Regions from separate parts of the Zea mays genome. Here regions 1 and 2 are each linked to region 3. A link is a contact called in public Hi-C data. All regions are on one chromosome and are shown on one strand. The core of a region is the stretch at or near the end of the contact, and the rest is flanking DNA. Distances in the headings are between cores, read along the strand shown.

Region 1 (2,802 bases), core at 275-2,774, 260 kb before region 3:
CGTCGGAGCTGGTCGTCTACACGGATGCCGACTGGGCTGGATGTCCCGACACTCGACGGTCGACTTCAGGCCATGCAGTATTCCTTGGAGACAACCTGATTTCATGGTCCTCCAAGCGACAGCACACGGTCTCACGGTCCAGCGCCGAGGCCGAGTACCGCGCTGTTGCAAACGGTGTCGCTGACGCGACGTGGCTACGACAGTTGCTTCTCGAGCTTCAGCACCCTCCCCGTCGTGCTACTTTGGTCTACTGTGACAACATTAGTGCTGTATATCTCTCTAGCAACCCTGTGCAGCATCAGCGGACAAAACATGTTGAGATCGATCTCCACTTCGTTCGAGAGAAGGTCGCCCTCGGTCACGTTCGAGTTCTCCATGTCCCTACGACATCTCAGTACGCCGACATCTTCACCAAGGGTCTTCCTACTTCTGTGTTCCAGGAGTTTCGGTCCAGCCTAACTGTTAGCGATGCTCCAGATTAGACTGCGGGGGAGTGTTAGCATGATGTAATTAGGCCTTGATTTGTGGATGTGATTGCGTCATTTATGGTAGGCTTGCATGCCTCCTATGCGCATATATATGTACTCCAGTTCACCCTCTTGGAATACAATCAGATATGGTATCGGAGCCAGTGGTCTCGAGTTCGAATCCTGGTTAGCACAATTAAATAAAATAATTGTTGCTCGCTCCTATATCCACGTCAGAGACCAAAAAGAGGCTCGACGTGAGGGGGGTGTTAGAATATAATATAAGTGAATTGTCCACCTTCTCCTATCAGCTTAAGCTTTTGGGTTGAATTGGTTGGTGCATGCAACTTAATACTAGGTACCATTCATGGTAATCTCAGAGTACTAGAAAGACTGCTCCTATAATAACTATGTTAAAAACTAAACAAACCAGGAAAGCAGCAGCATAGAGCACTCACTGACGTGTATTTGGCGAGCAGGACGGCACGGTGGTAAGCGACGACGACGTCCTCCTTGGGGAAGTAGCCTCCGCGCCACGCGCCACGCCGCTTCCACTTGCGGGCGCCGTCGTCCGCCGAGCGGAGCGCGCAGAGGAGCGCGACAACGAGGTTCTCAGACAGCGAGTCCCCCACGAGCCCAATCCGTCGCCCCCTGGCAGCGGCCAGGAACCCCGCGGCGTCGACCCTCGGCACGACGGCGCCGCCGCAGCGGGCGGGCGCCCAGGAGAGCGCCGCGAGCTGGGGCCTGCCGTTGCGGAGGCAGTTCCAGGCATTGCGGTGGAAGGGGCAGGACGGAGAATATAGTGGCGGCGGTGCGGGCGATGGGGTCGGCACCCACCGGCCGTCCGCCGCATCGGAGAGCGCGGCGCCGCAGGGGAGTGGCTGAGGCGGGGGCGAGCGCGGGCTTGGGGAAAATGGGAACAGGATGAGGAGGATGATGGTGAGGGCTATGGGGAGGAGGAGGACCAGAGGGAGGCGGAGGCGCGGCATTGCGCCCGCGTCTGGCGACGACGCGCACCCAGGCAGGCACCGCCCGCTTCCTCAGTTATTCTTTTCCCTCCCCCAGTCCCCCTTCCGGCCTTCCCTCTGGAGTCTGGATCTAACTTGGCATTTGGGTACCTCGTACCCTTGCTGGTTTGGGTTTCTGAGCTTTGCAATTTGCAAGTGGCATAGAGCAAATCTCCCTGGCAAGACTCTCTTACGCTTCTATCTGTGTATTAAAGTTACAGCAATCCAAACAGTTGACTTAATCCAAAACGGACAATCCAGTGCAGCAGTCTATAGATTGCAGCTGAAGCACTACCGTGCTCATAGTCACAGGACACCAAACCAACTATTCCAACATTCTCCTCTCTGGATCCATGGATGAACACCAATCCAGCATTGATCAGCCCCTTGGCATCAAATTAGACGAATTCAGCACTGCTCAATCTTCAAGGTGCGGAAGGAGATCCATCATTTTGCAATAAAAACAACATAAAAAACTCTGGACAATTTCGAAATCAGACCAAGCGTCTTAATACATATGCAAAAAAATTCATTATTGGCCCACCATTGATTACAAGATTTAGCTTTTATGAATCGCTATTGGTTTGATACGAATAACGGCAGTCGTTTCAGTATGTTGAGAATACAGATGTATCCACAATTCATTTAGAGTTACTTAATAGCCTATTTCTTATACTGTATCTCTATCCCGTGAAATTCTCGAGCCCAAAGATAGATGCATATGTTGTGTTTCATTTTGCTTAATGATATCAATTAAATGGTATATCAATTCTATAAATTAGATATAGCAATAAATAAATCAGCAAAATTCTTTTATTTTAGAGAGAAGAAATGTTTCTTCTATCTAAAATAAAAGAACGCACCCTTCTATCCAAATCCAATTTGCATCGATAAAATAAATCCAAATTCCAGATTCCAGCAGTAGATGAATAATTGCAAAATTTTATGTGTACGTGATTAGAATAACTTAAAAATAACTGACATAAATTTTTTTTCCTGATCAGAAAAATACATGAAAAAGAAAGGAGGTAGAAAAAAAATGTTGATTTATGGTTAAAGAAGAAAAACAAGAAAACAAGGGTTATGTTGAATTTCAAGTATTCAGTTTCACCAATAAGATACGGAGACTTGCTTCACATTTAGAATTACACAAAAAGATTTTTCATCGTAAAGAGGTCTACGAAGACTTTTGGGAAAACATCAACGTTCAAATCTCTATACTTTACTTTACTTTACTACAACTAGATTTCACAAAGGCATTCGTTGTTGTCCGCTCGCATTAATCTCCCTACGGTCGCTTAATGGTCGCTCCGCTCGTACAGTACCGC
Region 2 (2,905 bases), core at 123-2,622, 200 kb after region 3:
TGAATTAGTGCATTATCTTATCACTACTCACTTTTTCGTTTGGTTCGTGGAATAAAATAAGTTGATTCATCGTCACCTCATTGTTCATAGTCAGTTAGTTAGTACGAATATGAGGAATATAATGAACACATGATGCACCACCTCATTTTAGATGAAGTGATTCCTCAAACAAATGTCTCTTGTGAACCTTGCTTTGGTCTGCCAATAGGTACTATTTCCTCCCTCCGTTTTAGATTACTGGACGTTTTTTATATACTTAGATGTAATGTATATTTAATACTCCGAAATGAGAAAATATTTTATAATTTAAAACTGAGGGAGTGCATGATTTCAGAGCATTTCAAGAACAGAGGTGCCATACTGAGGTGGTCATGACCATGTCTTGGACCAGGAAAAAGATCACCCATCCCATGCCACAATTTCGAATACGCAATTCAAGAATTTTACCGTCAGAAAACGATGAATGATCACAATAGCTAGCCCTATACACTGTGACGCCGAGACTACTCACAAATTTACAAGGTTAAAGTTAGCTACACCTGCACCGCAATCGAACCACGCACGACGCATGTGTATCATGTCATGACCCTCCGCCTCCACCGGCCGGCGCGCGCCGCGCCACCGCGTCTTCTCTCTGCTGCTCGTCTCTTATGGCCTCGATCATCGCGACCACGCGCTGCAGGACGGCCTCCTGATCGTCGTTGTCGTCGTCGAAGGCGGTCAACGCATCGGCGCCCCTGTCGCGGTCGGCGGCGTAGAGGCTGGCCACGGCGCAGCGGCACACGGGGCAGGAGTTGCGGACGTCGAGCCAGCGGTCGATGCAGGGCGCGTGGTAGAGGTGGCCGCACGCGGGGACGACCCTGACGCCGTCGTCTTCGCCGAAGGCGTCGAGGCAGATGGGGCAGTCCTCTGGCAGGCCCTTCTTCCTGGCGGCCGCGGCCGCGTACGGCAGCACGGGCGGCAGCGCGGCCGCGGAGGGGCGGAGGAAGAGCGACACGCCCGGGACGACCAGGTCGCGCATGACGCGGCGGCGCGCCCCCGCGATGGCCCGCTGCCGGGCGCAGCGGCAGTAGGTGCAGAGGAGGACGAAGCAGAGCAGGATGGACACGAACACCACGGCCGTGGCCGCGCCCGACGACAGGTTGAACTGCGCCCGCCCGCCGCCGCCGGACACGGGGCCGACCGCCGGCGTGGCGTGCGCGTCGCCCGTGGCCAGACGCCTACTCGGTCGCGCCGTGGCCATGCACAGCCGTGACCGGCTGCTCTGTGTGGGCGGGCGGCGTGGCGAGGGCAGGGACAGTTTTGCCTGGGTCATGCGTCGCGTACTCGTATATGTTTGTAGCGTTTGTAGGCCTGTAGCTGGAGCAATATGCCGGCTCGCGTCGTGTCGCGTCGCGCCTCGCGCCTCGTACTGTGGTAGTGTGCGGCCGAGGCATGTCGCTGTAGATGTACAACTTTGCATGTGAAGGAAAAAGGGTTGTTTCAACCAGTGGCGTGGCGCTTTTGAGCTCACAAATGGTGTGCTTTCAAACGGTAAAAATATAAACTACTTTACGATGGGGTAGAATGAATTTAGACTTTATTTTGTACTAGAAAGTGTGAGCTAAAAAATATGTTTTCCACCGCTCCCAATCTACTCATCACTCTCGAACCCCTCATAAATCATTTCATGGTCTATTTACTAAACAATTTTCGTCAAATGATTCACTTCTGCTATAGAATCACCCTATTAAAGAATCAGCTCTCGGAGCTAAATAATCATGTAGGGGAGCTCCACTAAACGAGTACTAAAAGAGTTTACAAAATATCGTAAATATATGTGTTTTTAATACTTTCTTTCGTGCAATTTACAATATCGTATGTATGCCTCCGGCGGTAGTGCCAGTCACGGTACAGCTTGTTTTTGACAATTCTACAACGAAAAGATAATTTGCAGCGTGCCACGCCCACACGGACACGGCCGTAGTTATCCAGCGCATGCGACCTAACCTTCAAATTCAGTCGCCGTCACGGCGGGGGCCAGGCAACGCCAGTCAGACAGCGGCGCGCCCCACCTTTTCTATCCATGCCATCTCACGAAACGGACAAGTGACTTTACACGGCCGCATGTACAGCCGATTTCGTGCGCTACGCATTGACGCGGTGACAACCGATAACCGCTACCCACCGATAACAATAAATCAGTGGCGACCGATAAAAACCGACCGATTTGACCAATTTAAATAAGTTTGAATTCGAACCGATTTACCGGTGAAAAACCACTCTAAACTACCGGTTTACTGTAAAATGAACCGGGTTTTACTGTTTTTTTACAGGAAAAAATAGAAAATTTTGACAAGATTTATTTTTAGTTTGCTCAATTCACATTGCACAGTAAATAGTAATTGATCCACACGATATGTGTTCACCAAAATAACATACAACATACATATGCAATCATAAACTCCAGTTCTCATGCAACAAACAATCATCAAACTTCACAATACTCAAATACAAGTTCTTTTACAACTCTTTGTTAGAAGCCAAAAAAGGCCTCGCGGACGGTCCAGCCCCGAGGCCGGACGGTCCGCGCGTGCGCAGAGACAATTAGGGTTCCTAGTTTCTCGCGGGATTTGATATCTAAAACCGTGGGATTGACTCGGAAAATCAGTTCGAAGCGGATCCAGACCTCCTCCTTTATATAGATGAAGGGCTACGACCGATTGAACCCCCGAACAATCGACCAAATCAAATCTATTCCTCGTTTTTACCTTACGCATTAGGAGTAGCTCTAGTTTAGCCCTAGTTTAGTATTCGAATCCTCAAATTCTTCACCTCTCTTCGACACTACGTCGATTGGAGTCTAGGTCGGCCTGCCGAGCCTAGACAACCCCTAGGATCTCTCCTCCCCAACGGGGTCCCTCCC
Region 3 (2,938 bases), core at 404-2,903:
AAACAGATAAGATGTGGTGCAGTAATTTAAATATAGTTCCATATATATTTTGTGTGTAGTTTATTACAGCATCACAGGTCATGCAGGATAGGGCTACCATACTTTCTACTCACTGTTTTAAGTAATAACGTATGCATGTATAGGGCTTAACTAACTGCATATAATTGGCTAGTTTCAGAACCACAGTTTTTTTCACCAGGGCCTGCTTTCTGCCACCATTATCAGTTGTGCACATTATGAATTGATCACCATAAATCTGCATTTATATTATGTGATCAAAATACTTATATAGTCAATTTTTATGATACATGTTTTTTATGATGGTGCCAACTCTGCAAGTCATAGACAAGTCTGTATGCTTCATTATAATCCTTTAACCATGCGTCGAAGATAAGACACTGCTGGTTAATTCAAAAATATGGCACGCATATTAAGTGAGCGGAACTTTGATAAACATGAACCACAGATATGTTGCTTATTATCACAGTTTCATAGTAATAAACTATTATCGCATAGAGCCCTTTAATATCCATGTAAGCACAACAAGAACTATGGCTGATAAGGCAGGGGCCTCTTACGGGGATGTTTTCAACACAGTTTTTTTGACACTGTACAATAAGTTTAATACAAAAGAATTTGTGTATGTAGAAGATTTTGTTTTCCTAGGAAAAATAATACACCACGAACCTATGATGGCAATTTTAGTAGGACAGGATCAGAAATGGGCTAAAGTACAGCAAGGCATCACTTGGGAGAAAAAAAGACTACTCATGTTAAGCATGGTCACTATCAAAGTTTTTTCTTGACTCTGCTGCTACTACTAACACCAATTTGAGGACTTTAGCAACTGTCCCTTGCTTCCCAGCTCGATGTTCATCGGTTAGTATCTAATCACGATGGTTCTCAGATAAGCTGCAGCATGCCAACATCCTATGCCCTCTTTCCTACTTCTATGTGCAGAAATGGGCCAGAGATCAAGGCTTGTTGCAGGAAGCCTGGAACATAACTGCAACAAGGTGACGAACCCAGTGAAAGACGTGTATACACATGTACACCAAATAATATTTTATACAATATGAAAAAAATGAAGTTTGTAGGCACAAAACATGTATACTACACAGGGCCTATTTGGGTCCGTTTTCACTCTTCACTAAAAATTAGCAGCTAAAACTAGTACTAGCTAGTGGATCCAAATATAACTGCTAATTATTAGATGGTGCTGGTACCTATTAGTTCCACTAGCAGGTTTGAAGTTGCTAATAGGTGCTAATAGCAATTAACTGTCGAACCACCTTATTAGCTAGTGAATCCAAACACCCACTACTAAAATTAGCTAGCTAAAAAATAGCAGTTATTAGCTAGCTAATGTTTAATACTAATGGATCGAAACATACACTAAGTAATTGTATCAGATCAGATACGAATGCAAATAGCTTAAGCTAGTGTTTGGGCGCTCGGTTCCGCACAGCAGGAACGGAAGAGAAGGGGTGGGGTACCTGTTGGGTGCTGGTCGCCGGTGAAGGGCCCGAAGATGAAAACCTGAGCGCCTGGCGACTGGCGTAAGGCGGTGGCGGCGTTCGCCCACTCGTCGACACTAGAGAGAGAGGACACGGGAGAACCACGCGGGTCCGACCAATGCCTCTTCCTGGTCTCACTCACAAATGCAGTTTTCGGCCCATGTAAGCTAGAGTTCGGTCCAATCAACCGGTTTCGGCCTAGCCGGAGTTAAGCCCACAAAAGTGATATTTCTCTCTGTTTTACCGAAAAGTTATTAATATTGTCTTTTTATTGCTAGAACATCTGTTGATATAATTCCCGAACATTTTTTTTTGTGCGCACATTCCAACCGCCGTAAAACTTGTACTCTTATTTTTATTTATCGCATTTTAAGTTAAAAATAAATTAGCCGACGATAAATATTGAAGAACAAAGGTATTATTAGCAGCTAAAAAAAGCGACCCTTTTCACGTCTTCGTCGAGCCTCAGCCTGGTTCCTCAATCCTTTACCTCTGCTTGCATGTCGCAATGATCCATGCAGGTATTACCCCTGCATGTATATCGCAATGATCCATACAGGTATAGCGCTACGGCGCAGAGGAGGCCAGAAGCCAGATTGATTGCGCACGCACGTCCAAACCGGCGACGGGGGTGAGGGCTGGATGTCGAGGCTAAACCGCGGCGCAGGCGTTCCTTGAACCGACTTGGGGAGCGAGTGGAGTTCAGGTTCTCCAACCTTCGTGCCGGCCAGGTGACACTGAAGACTTTTGTTTGTTTGTTTCTCTCATTATTATACGTTGCGACTTGCGAGCTCGGTGATTTGTGCGAGGTCGAGCGGTCATTGGTTCCATCGTTAGGGTATGCATTAGGAATTTTAGGTAGGGGCAAGAATTGCAACTCAAGATTGAGCCGTTTGAATTCTGGGTTTGGAAAAAAATTGCCGTTGATGATTCAGTACTGCCATGTGATACGGCGATTTGTCCTCGTGTGATGGACCAGACAATCGATTCATAATCCATAGAATGATAGAATTGGATACATACATTGTTTGGCAGGTTGAAGTGTACATATGCACTCTTTGTAGTAGAAAAAGAGTTTCCTCCTTGGTGTTTAATGATAATTTTTTGCTACCTGGAGATAATTGTGCTTGTAGATGGCTCCACCTCTTCATGGTTTGTTGAGGAGTGTGCTTACATGTTATTCCTGATTATAATGAGCATGCAGCTTTAAGTAGTAACTGTGGCCCAGATTGATTGCAACTATATATGATTGTATAAGGGTCTGGCATTTATTGTTCGGCACTTGTACTCATTTTGCTCATAATAGGCATGGTGACATGCATCATAAAACATATTGAGGAAACAATACATGTGCTATTTCATTTGTTCCATGATGGTGAAATATAAACACCAATTATGCTTGTGAATTCAGTGGTAATGTT

Evidence for each region. A called contact is a pair of places that touch in the nucleus more often than the background predicts.
Region 1: a Hi-C map of leaf shows a contact between it and region 3, with 2.1 times the contacts expected there. The contact joins the promoter of LOC100273777 here to the promoter of LOC100280884 in region 3. A contact is called at or near these places in 4 of 25 Hi-C or Micro-C datasets (ear, endosperm, leaf and 1 more).
Region 2: a contact with region 3 is called in a Hi-C map of leaf, with 6 times the contacts expected there. The contact joins the enhancer-like site here to the promoter of LOC100280884 in region 3. A contact is called at or near these places in 2 of 25 Hi-C or Micro-C datasets (ear and leaf).

The regions. Positions count from the first base shown.
Region 1 is chr1:88,446,685-88,449,486 of Zm-B73-REFERENCE-NAM-5.0, reverse strand. It overlaps LOC100273777 (putative DUF231 domain containing family protein), which reads right to left and starts at 1,524. Exons shown (of 4, transcript NM_001148180.3): 1 at 930-1,524.
Region 2 is chr1:87,987,953-87,990,857 of Zm-B73-REFERENCE-NAM-5.0, reverse strand. No RefSeq gene overlaps it. Among protein-coding and RNA genes, the nearest start is that of LOC103637620, 110 kb to the right of the region's middle. Within about 2 kb of position 1,372, at least 20 of the 20 cell types and tissues checked have an H3K27ac peak or open chromatin away from gene starts, as enhancers often do. A contact at or near this core is called in ear and leaf, where this site is marked.
Region 3 is chr1:88,191,145-88,194,082 of Zm-B73-REFERENCE-NAM-5.0, reverse strand. It overlaps LOC100280884 (complex 1 protein containing protein), which reads right to left and starts at 1,653. Exons shown (of 3, transcript NM_001153804.1): 1 at 1,497-1,653.